Regions from separate parts of the Mus musculus genome. Here regions 1, 3 and 4 are each linked to region 2. A link is a contact called in public HiCAR-type and promoter capture Hi-C data. All regions are on one chromosome and are shown on one strand. The core of a region is the stretch at or near the end of the contact, and the rest is flanking DNA. Distances in the headings are between cores, read along the strand shown.

Region 1 (2,700 bases), core at 44-2,543, 2.7 Mb before region 2:
GGATTCAATATCATCCCTTTTTCTGCATGTTTTCCCTCAAACAAACCTTTTGAATGTTGTAGTCAGACAAAGTCCGGCCATCTTCCAGCTGCTTACCAGCAAAGATCAGCCTCTGCTGATCAGGAGGAATTCCTATTAGAGGAAAAAATACTGGGCTTAATAGAACAAGGTACATTCCCCATTGTTGTGAATCAAATGATTGCTAACAGTGGTCACAGACTTAGATGCAACTTTTTCCAAGAGTAAAAGCCCTGGAACTTTCTCTGTAACCAGGCTGCCTCTACCTCCTTAGTGTTGAGATTAAAGTGTGGACTGGGCCATTGCCCAGCCTGAGCATTTTATCGTCTTTGTGACTCAGTAAACAGTTCTAGATTAACTTTTAAAAGATTTGTCCTGCAGAGTTTCCAGTTAATCAGATAGCCTGACACTAATGTCAGGAATATTTTACTTTCAAAAGCATCTAAATTTATTAATCTGTTTTCTACCTTAAGAACAAACGTGTCTAGGTCACACAAGCCAGTCATTTTTCTAGTGACAAACTTTACTTGCCTTCCTTATCCTGGATCTTGGCCTTTACATTTTCTATAGTGTCCGAGGGTTCAACCTGCCAAGTTTTGATATATGTAGTTAATATACGGTTACATAGTAAGTCATTAACTGCTAGCTTTATACAAAACGAGCAAGGAGGAGGTGAGCTAAAGGTAATCAATTAAGATGACACCGCGTGCAAACTACCCAGAGTGCTACAATCCAAATTAGTCCCCATACCAGGGCGAGCGACGGCGGGGGAAGCACAGGAACGCGTCTGCCCGGAGAAAAGCGTCTCCCATCACCTACCCTACATTTCGCCACTCGGGATAAAGCAGGCTAAACCGTACCACACCGAAAACCAAACGTTGTTTTTGCTAAGCACCATAATCTCAGCTCAAAGCCAAGTTTCACAACTCAAAACTCAGAAACCCGCCCTCAAACACTAAGGGCCTCAGTCAGGCCTTGGCTTCCTCAACGGCAAGGTGGCCCGTACCTCGAGCGTGATGGTTTTCCCCGTAAGGGTCTTCACAAAGATCTGCATCGTGGCGGCGGCTCCACCTGCATTCGAAAAGAGACGGATTAGATCCGACGACACCCGTGAGAGCGACGCGTAGCGCCACTAGCCAGAGCGCGGCCACAGAGCATACACTCACCCACGATGGCGGATCGGAAAGGAAGATCCGAGCGTGGCCGACGGGGTCTCCTGGCCGAAGGACCCGCCCCTTAGGCGGCCACACACGTGCCTGCGCGCTGCAGCGGAATCGCGGCTGTCTAACGCAGTGCCAGATTTGCTCGTTCGCTCGGTTTCTTTACGCTCTTTTCTCGGTTTACCTCAGAATGGCCTCGAAATGATGTGCTCAACTAAAAAAAATGCCTCAAAAGGCTTTCTTATACAGCCGATGCGATTAAGAGAGGCTTTCCTTTAAAGGGGGCTTGTGAAACATAAGAGAGAGGTAAAACAAGTCTATCTGGGAATTGTAGTTTTACACTGCTTTCTTCTTGTTAGAACTACTTGTCCCAGGATGCATTTCCACACTTCCCGGATACCTGATTACACTGTCTAAGCTGTGGAGTGAGGGTTAGGAGAGAGTCAGGTGAGGACTCAGGGGATGAGGCACTATGATTTGCGCGTGGGTGGGGACTCTCTGGAAATGCCCCGGAGGGAAGGCTTAAGGGCTAGAAAGGCATTTGGGGGCTGAAGGTGTCTGTCACACCGTAGTGAGCTAGCCACATCTAAGGTATAGTCGAAGTCTTTCTAAGTGCAGGTTTCTGCCCCTCCCGGTAGTCCCTTCCGCTACCCTTCATCCGATCGGAAGAAGCTTTTGAGCGTCACGCGCCTCCCTAGTATGAAACGGTTAAATGTATTGGAATTTTCATCTTTTCACGTTTTAAAAAACATACGATAAGAAAATCTGCAGAATGTTTAGTTTTCGACTATAAGTTTAAATGTGGAGCGTGTCCATCCTGGAGAAAATAGGAGCATGTGCCCTCGGGGAAACTTGAAGCTGTTAAAAGCTGGTGCCTTCTCTCAGTCCCTTCTCCACCTCACAAACCCAGTGCCCTTTCTAATGCACCCTCTCAATGTCTTTTCACCCTATCCGTAAGCGTAGGCGTGCTCCGTTTTCTTACAACGAGGATCCGTAACTCCCTAATAATCTCTGTTTGCTCTTTCCTCATTTTAATATACTAGCTCTGCTGCCTCCAAATTACACATTTTGAAAAGTAAAAATGTAGGGCTAGGAGATGACACAGTAGCTAATATTCGATATGCAGAACCCTGGGTTGGAACTCAAGCACCCACTTTTTAAAAAGGTTGGTGTGCTTGGTGGAGTCTGTGACATGGTAGGCCAGCAGAGACAGGAGACTCCCTGGACCTCATTGGCCAGCAGGTTCAATGAGAGATGGGGGCCGACGACCCTACACCCACACATGACATACATATTTCTTAAAATAAGATGGGGCTTCCAGATGGCTCCATCAGTAAAGAAAATTTACATCTGCTCTAGATCTGATCAACCTTGAGATTCAATTGGTGGAGAAAACCAACTCTAGCAAGTTGCCCTCAGACTTTCACAGCGCTCCCTACCCCCGAACTAACGAAGTGCAATAAAAATTTAAAAATAAAAGGTAGACTGATTAAGAAGACCCACACACACACTCAATATAACG
Region 2 (2,700 bases), core at 73-2,572:
TATACTGGCTCACCCAAGTGGACTTCCCAGTAAGGCTCCTGCAGAGGAGCTAGCCAGCCATGGAGGCTGCCTGGAGTTCTGTGGACTGGTGCCAGAACCTGTACTACCCTACCCTGTACTGTACTGGACCTACCCGACACCCTTGCCCTCTTACCCGGATTGCCCAGAATGACCCTGGTAAGCATAGGGCTCAGCCTCTGCAACCTCTTGAGAACTGGCCAGCTGCTGAGTTCCCCAGCATCCTCTAGGCTTAAGGGCGGGGGCAAGGGGCTGAGGCTCGCCCCATGGAGGTGGGGAGCACCTAGCCTGGGACTGCCCCGACTTCTTAGCTGGTCTAAACCTGAAAAGCCAGTTTCATCCTAGAATCTTCTCCCGGCTTCAACAGGAAGTGGGGAGGGGGGGCTTTCCCAGGACAGAGCGGGGGGCCTCCGGATCCAGGCCCCGCCCACGCAGACAGACACACTACTCCAAGAGGCACACGGAGCAGGAACTCTGGTCCGGACTATCTGAGCGGAAAGAAAGCCTAGGGGGAGTCCCTTGACCGTTCTCCACCCAGCTCTACTAGCGTGCTCCCAGCAGGACAGACAGGCCCTCTCGCCTATCCCTGAGCCCTTGGGGTCCGCGGTCACCCCACCGCGCCCAGGCCTACTTCAAGATCCCGACTGTGGCCTCGGGCTCGCCCCCGGGGCCACTGTACAGGGCAGGAGATGTCTTTGGAGGCACTTCCCGAGTTTGCCGATGCGAACCGGGCTGAAACGGGCCGAGCAGGCCCAGCCGAGCTCCCCGGCCCGCAGCTGCCACTGTTACTCCCGTGAGTGGGAGGAAGCGGACCCTGTGGCCCGAAGTCGCGCTCTCTGTGCAGAGTTTCAGACGCCACCTTCGGGGCCCTGGGAGCACGGAGGGCATGGGGTGTGGGGGCTGGCAGCGGAGGGGCCGCTCAGGGCGGCTGCGGCCCCCGGACTCCTGTCCCCGGGGACCCGGCGGGGCTGCTACTCCGCTGCCCCGCCCGCCAGGCCGCGCCGATCCGACCACGGGCTATTTCTGTGGGGCGCCGGGCTGGAATCCGGGCCGCGCCGCCTGCGCCGGCGCTCGGGAAACTCCGCGCACCGACTGCCAGCGATCGGCGGACACGCGCCAGAACGCAAGCTCCGCACTCGCCCGCCCGGAACCCCGCGCAAAGACCCCGGCCGCCACTCACCGCCGTAGGGTCCTCAGAAGGGTCTGCACCGGCTGCTGCCGCCGCTGCGGGCCGGGAGGGCGCCCGCGCCTAGTCCCTGCCTGCGCCGCCCGCGCGCCGGCCCGACCCGTCCGCCTGGGAATGCCACGGGCCGAGGGGCGTGCGCGCCGGGGGCGGGCCCGGCAGAGGGGCGGCCGCCTGACTCAGGGCTGAGGAATGCGCGCCGCCCGCTGCCAGCCCCGGGCGCCTCCTCCGGGAAGACCTCCGGCTGTGCTCTGCCAGGGGTCCCGCAGAGACACCTGTAGCTGGGAGTCGGGCTCGCCAGCGACCACCTTAATCATAACATCTGTCTTGGACTCGCCTTTCCATACTCCTTCATCTTGTGCTGCCCCTGTGCTTGGGAAGAGAGGAAGGGGACCTCCAAAGCAAGAGGGTGGCGTGGGAAGGGACCTAAAAGGCAGATTGAACGCCCCTTCCGAAGGCACGCACTGGCACATCACTGAGGGTCCCGAAGCTCTCACTTGTCCTGTGCACACGCGCCTGATCTTTCTAACAAACATTCATGCATTCAGGCCTCTCGCACCTGTTTACACAGACACGTGCGCACACCTATTCAAAATGCACTTCCATGGGCTCACACTCTCTACCCTAACACATTTATAAGTGTGCACACTCACGTTCATACACTGATACACCATTTCACAGGAACCGCAGCTCAGCAATTACCCCTTCCCCTACTTCTTTCCCAGCAGGTACAAGGGTTAGACTACACCTGCCACCCCTCAAGCCATTACATCCGCGCATGCGCTCACTCTTCTCTCTTCAGCCTCAGTGCTCACGTATAACGTCAGGCACGGTTCATCACTCTGTATACTGGACAGGAAGTGCTTCTTTTGCTCTCGGCTGAGGCTGAAGGCTGAGGGAGAAGAAAGCTGTCGTGGTGCAGATGTTCTGGGCTCCTGTAACCCACACATGCCAAGCCAGAGATGGGACAGTCTTCATGCCTAGCATTCTTGACTCATGCTAGGAATAAGCAGGGTCTGGACGCCCAAACTGGGCTGGCTGGAGGTGCGGGGGTTGCATCCTTTCTGGAAAATCAGGGAACCGGCCACAGGAACCGGGCATCTGGTGCCTGTAGGTCCCTACTCCTTCCTGCTGTGGATGCTGCAGGGTCACCTAGACCTTTGTTGAGACCTAGAAATCTATTACCAGCTGCAAGAAGTCCTACAGGAGACTCACTGTGAAGACACACCCAGGGGTCAGTCGTCTTTTCTTACAGAAAGAATTCTTCTGTGTTTATTTTTATCTCTGTGTGTGGTTGCAGGTGCCCACACATGCCAGAGGGGGCATCAGATCCTCCTGGAACTGTAGTTATAGGCAGTTGTGAGCTGTCCAGTGTGTGTGCTGGGAGCCAAGCTCTGGTCCTCTGTAAAGGCAGAAAGCTCTCTTAGCTGCTGAGCCATCTCTCCAGCCCAAGTCATCTTCAATGCAAGAATACCACAGTGCTGTCAGCACACAGTGAC
Region 3 (2,700 bases), core at 127-2,626, 2.7 Mb before region 2:
ATTTCTTCAATTGTAAACACCTGCAAAATATGCAAAAGAAAAAACACTGTAAATTGCACACATACATATCCACGGTTGTACATATTTTTCATGGTGGATGCTCTGAATTTAACTGGTATTCGTTATAAATGTTTTGATAGGGGTTGGGCCTTTTGGTGCTGAGGATAGGACCCAGAGTGCTATGCTTGCTAGGCAGGCACAATATCTCTGAACTAAAAACCTCAGCCTCCAAATACTTTAAAGGCCTGGTACCTGGAGTACTGGTACTTAGAGCTGAGGCCGAGATCAAGAATTCAAGAGTGCAGCAAAATCCTGGTTGGGGTTCAGGGGGAGCCTTAATCATCACAGTTGCAGACCTCAAGACCTCAGTTTTTGTTGGGCCAGTTTTCTATCCCAGTGGCTAACAAAGCCATCAGGTGCCTGAGACGCTTATAACTTTTGAACTTTGGCGTAAAATTTGATGACAGTCCTTAATATTTATCTCCAGAGTCCCAGACATTCACTACAAGGGCATCGATGAAGAACATAAGACCCCAGGTTAGTACATAAAGAACATTTTTTTAATGTTACAAGTACCAGTACTCCAGGGCCTTAAAGTATTTGGAGGCTGGGAATGTACACAGAATGTGACCTTTGTAAAAATGGGAAATAGTAAATATTAAGACAGGTGTTTTCTATCATAAAATGTGTCGTGCAAGCCTTACCAACCCTCATAATAGTTTCCACAAAAATTGTACATCTCCAGTGTAGGTCATGTTAAAATTAAGGTACGTACTTTTGTTTGTGGCACAAGCGGGAGCGGGCCAAAAGAGGAACTGTAGTTTTAAACAGCTCTCAGTGTGAGTGCTGAAATAAATTCGTGTCATCTGCAAGAGAAGTACGTGCTCTTAACCGCGAAAACAATTCTCCAGACTCAGGGGTTATATACTTTTTGTAATTATTTGGGAAATGATCCTTGCCGTGCTGCAGTGGTAACGACTGTCCAAAGAAGTAAAAAACCAAGCCACCTCAATGGCCTGCTGTGCCTTTGGTACCAGATACAGCCTAGGCGATTCTATAGGGTTGCCACTTATGTAGTGCCTTGTTCCTTAGTTATCTACATAACGTATCAGCTATCCAACCGGCTTTTAAGTCACGTCAGTCATCCCAGGACAAGTTTCCTCACGGTTGCCGCAGTTTTAAATAAACTTATAAGCCTCTGCTTGGACCCAATAAACACTCGCCCGAAGACCCTCTGCCTTCCTGGGGCCGCAGTCTCACCTCGGGATGCTCCACGACCTCCGTGCGAATGGCGAGGGCGCCGAGCCTCTGTTCTAACTCAGCCCGCAGCTCCGAGCCTGCCATTTTCCCCTCTACGTGGGCAGGCTTACCGGAAGTGCCACGGCTTCGGGGGCGTGGTGATGGCTGCTTGCTCCGCCCTGGCATGGCTCTGTGGCCTGACCCATCTTTGGGCCGCCGAGAGCGCTTAGCCACACCCCCAACCACCTGAGCCTCCAGTGCCGGGGTCGGAAAGCTCCGGGTTCCATTGCTCGGCCGCGGCAATGTGGCTTCATGCCTCAACAACTGTAGCTTGTGACTTCCGTCTTTCCGTTCTTTTAAATTTTATGTGTTATGGGCGTTAGTTACCGGCTTGCATGGTTGTGCACCACGTGTGAGCAGTGCCTGAGGAGGCTGAAAGAAGGTGTTCAATTTACTAGAACTGGAGTGATGGTGAGTCATGTAGGTGCTAGGAACCGAACTCGGTCCTCTGGAAGACCAGCCATCACTCCCGCATATTATGATATTAGAAAACGGTACTGCGGGTGTGGTGGCGCACTCCTTTAACCCAGCACTTGGGAGGCAGAGGCAGGCGGATTTCTGAGTTCGAGGCCAGCCTGGTCTACAGAGTGAGTTCCAGGACAGCAAGGGCTATACAGAGAAACCCTGTCTCGAAAAAAAAGAAAAAAGAAAAGAAAGGAAGAAAACAGTACTGCGACGAATTACAGTGGTCGTTATGATACTTATGGCCTGGAATTTGCAACCATGGTGGGACCACTTACTTTGAATAAGGTTCAAATTCCACATTAGTATTTCACTTAAACTTTGAAATTAAGGCTCACATGCAACATGAAACACTGATACACTCAGAGATGTTTAATATAAATTAATTGTATTTATTTGGGAGTGAAGATCTGAAAAAGAACCCCTCTTAAGACACAGATGGTATGCTTTTTCTCTCCCTCGGTGACACAAATAGAGCCAGATTAGAACATATTACATGTAGATAAAGGCAGGTTTACTAGGAGGCAGCTTTTGGGCGGGCTCATCAATCTCACATGTGGAAGTCAGTGAAGTCACTCATCTGGTCTTAAGAGGGTTTCACAGAGTTTTGGCAAGGAATGATGCCGTGCTAGCTAGGAGCTGGGATAGTGTCCATACATGGTCAAAAACTGAGCCCCTAAGCAGACACTCTTGGGTGAGTTACCATAAACACACCACATTAGCCAGGAGCTTTCTCTGCCTGTGCAGTAGAAGAAGGAGGGCAGACTGGAAAACAGGGATTTGTTCCAGCCTATGATTTACTCAGTATTGGAAGAAACTACAAAAGAGTAAGTCAGAGTTGTGTTTACAGTTTCACTCTGAACTCAGGATTTCAAAATTTTAAAACTTTTTAGTTTAACCTTTTTTTAAAAATGATTTATTGCCCGGCGGTGGTGGCGT
Region 4 (2,700 bases), core at 123-2,622, 3.0 Mb before region 2:
TTTAACAGCACTCTAAATTCTACAGGAACACAAGTCAATTGCTTTGCTTTCTGATCCTTCATAAAAGCTGCCTACCAAAACACTTAACTCGTGTTTGAACTTTAACAGTTAGAATAAAATAAAAGGTTCAGTGATCAAACAACATTCTTTCTTTACTAGATTCATAGAATTTTGGGTTTGAGAGAAGTCTTGCAAGACAATTCAGGATAAGAACCCTCTGTTAGCTGAATCTCAAACAAGCTGCATTGCAGTACAGTCACTGTCGAGTGTATGCAGATACTTCAAATGCCTGGGAACCCATTAACTTTTCAAGCAGGCCACCTCATCCTAGAAAAGTGTATAAAAGATTCCCTTCACTGAAATGTGTTCTCTGCAGCTGTGAGTCAGTATTCACTCACCCCAGCTCTATTGCACCGATCTTTACAAAAAGTCTGTCCCCCTAACCTAAGACACAAGTTCAGACGATATATATTGCTACCCTCCAAGTATTGCCTAGGCAAAAAAAAAAAAAAAAAAAAAACCAAGATAAAGGTTGGATAGGACATCGTTTGTGATTGCTTCTCTATGAACAGAGTCCAATTCGTCTTATGAACTCGGATATGAGCGTGATATGAACCGATCAGAAAGCACTGATGCTGGTCCTTCAAAAGAATGCCACATTTGTATATCTCGTTTGTTAGAAAGCTCTTCCTCCCCATCGCCTGCTTTGGTCCTGCCGGAGTAATCGAATGCCCCCCTTTGCAGATAAAATGGCCAGAGTGAATTTGTCATTTCATAGGCTGAGTCCACAGGGCGACATCTCAGGGGTCAGAAGGAACTCGAAGAAAAACGACGTTTTCCCCAAATAACTGAGGAAGATGCTGGTTACCCAAACAGTCCACTTGCGCGGGGTAGAAAGATACGGGGTGAAGTGACAGGCCGAACATGGGATTAAAGTCTAATGTCTTCAGGACAGGCGCTCGGGCAGAGTGGGTGAAAAGTCTTGGTGAGCAATTTCACGTCTGCAAACAAACGAGCCACTCGGGAAGGGATGTACGTAATTCCTTCTACAAAACTGTCCTAGGCCCGGCAGGCAGAGACAGTAATATTTGGCTTGTTCACAGTCTGGTTCTTACCTTCGCATTTCTGCTCCACAAAGTCCAAGATGGGGATAGACCAATCCGGGCCCCGCAGGAACCCAGCGATGCTCTCCACCACCCATTCCACTTCGTCCTCTTCTTCCGCAGCCATCCCGCTCGCACCCGGCGACGCGGACGCCTAGGCCGGATTCCCCCAGCCCTGTCTGGCCTTTCGGCCGCAGGAAGCGACGGAGAATGCGGGCAGCAAGGTCCCCGCAATCGCCGGGCCCCCAGGTTAGACACCACAAACCAGTTAACGTAAAATGGTCGCTATGACAACGTACGCAGCAGCCCGGAAGTGAGGCCTGAGTCCTGAGCTCCTGGAGGGGGGGGGCTGGATTAGGAACGTTTCCTATTGGCTAGAAGAGAACGGGGCAAACGATAGCCCTCCACTCATTGGCCCGTAGTTGCTAGGCTGAGAGCAGACGCGCGGGCATTGGCTACTGCGCTTAGAGACGGCGTTCGCGCTCCCGTGTGCGCGCGGCCCGTCTCAAAATGGCGTGCTGAAGGCGTGGCTTCCCTGAGGACCTCCTCCCACCTCATCCCTAGCGGTCTTCAGACCCCCTGGCCCTTGAAAACAAAATTGAGAGAAATATGCTCTGTGAGGTTTACTGATTGATTCTGCAAGCCGTTTGCTTGCTGTCTAAGGATGGGTCTAAGCTTAGTTAACAACAACTAAAATTAGGACAAGTATAAAATCAGTTAATCTCCATTTAATTAGGCTTTCATAGACAGTATTTAGAAAGTATCAAGGTTGCTCTCTTCCTACTTAAGAGCCAGAGGACTCCCAAGAATCTTATAACTAGATGTGGTGGCCTACACCTTTAATCCCAATACTCCTGATAGCCACAGGCAGACAGACCTGAGAGTCCCAGGCCCACCAAGGCTATATAATGAGAGTGGTGAGGAGCTGGAGGAGCAGACTCTACAACTTCAGTTTCATGAAAGTGGAAGTGGAGGACTCAGTGAGAACCAGAGGTGACTGTGTGTTGGGCCGACAGCACAGTACCAGGTCTGGTTGAGGGCAGGAGCTACATACAGCAAATGTTCATGGAAAGCTCAGGAGGAACTAAAGGGGTATTAGAGGCAGAGGACCCTGAAGATCTCAACGTTTCAGTGGTTCTCAACCTTCCTAATGCTGCAGCCTTTTAATACAGTTTCTCGTATTGTGGTGACACCCAACCATAGAATTATTGCATTGCTACTCCATATTGTAACTTTACAACTGTTGTAAATCTGGTGTGCAGGATTTCTGATCCGTGGCCCACAGGTTGAGAACTATTTCAATATATACTAAAGCTGTTGATAGAGGACCCAGCTCTCAAGTCAGCAATTAGTATGTTAGCTAGTTAATCTTGTCTTCTGTCCAAGAATTTCCTTATGGACGAAAAGGTCATTTCTGTGGGGATTTGTCTTGTCACCTGTCTCATCATTGAAGTCTCTGAGGACCACAAAAGCTGCTGAGCCACAAAAGTCATCAAAGGGGCTCCAGGCCCCTCCTTGCTGCCCAGCCTATGGCTCCTCAGGAGCTGTCCAAAATGGCGGTATCACAACATCTCAGCCTACAGCCATCATAAGAGCC

What was found. Promoter capture Hi-C pulls out the DNA fragments that hold promoters and counts their contacts. HiCAR-type assays count read pairs that join an accessible place to other places.
Region 1: a HiCAR-type map of astrocytes shows a contact between it and region 2, with 5 times the contacts expected there. The contact joins the promoter of Clhc1 here to the promoter of Rhbdf1 in region 2. A contact is called at or near these places in 1 of 39 promoter capture datasets (liver) and 1 of 115 datasets of contacts at active chromatin or transcription factors (astrocytes).
Region 3: a promoter capture Hi-C map of pre-B cells shows a contact between it and region 2, with 2.6 times the contacts expected there. The contact joins the promoter of Prorsd1 here to the promoter of Rhbdf1 in region 2.
Region 4: a contact with region 2 is called in a promoter capture Hi-C map of liver, with 2.5 times the contacts expected there. The contact joins the promoter of Cfap36 here to the promoter of Rhbdf1 in region 2. A contact is called at or near these places in 1 of 39 promoter capture datasets (liver) and 2 of 9 other capture datasets (adipose tissue and liver).

The regions. Positions count from the first base shown.
Region 1 is chr11:29,546,657-29,549,356 of GRCm38.p6, forward strand. Clhc1 (clathrin heavy chain linker domain containing 1) reads left to right here and starts at 1,294. Exons shown (of 12, transcript NM_028504.1): 1 at 1,294-1,484. Rps27a (ribosomal protein S27A) reads right to left here and starts at 1,384. Exons shown (of 6, transcript NM_024277.2): 1 at 1,185-1,384; 2 at 1,025-1,089; 3 at 550-604; 4 at 47-132. The coding sequence starts at 1,072.
Region 2 is chr11:32,220,971-32,223,670 of GRCm38.p6, forward strand. Rhbdf1 (rhomboid 5 homolog 1) reads right to left here and starts at 1,323. Exons shown (of 18, transcript NM_010117.2): 1 at 1,199-1,323.
Region 3 is chr11:29,513,657-29,516,356 of GRCm38.p6, forward strand. It overlaps Prorsd1 (prolyl-tRNA synthetase domain containing 1), which reads right to left and starts at 1,377. Exons shown (of 2, transcript NM_026465.3): 1 at 1,261-1,377; 2 at 1-20. The coding sequence starts at 1,344.
Region 4 is chr11:29,245,900-29,248,599 of GRCm38.p6, forward strand. Cfap36 (cilia and flagella associated protein 36) reads right to left here and starts at 1,373. Exons shown (of 10, transcript NM_025740.3): 1 at 1,116-1,373. The coding sequence starts at 1,230.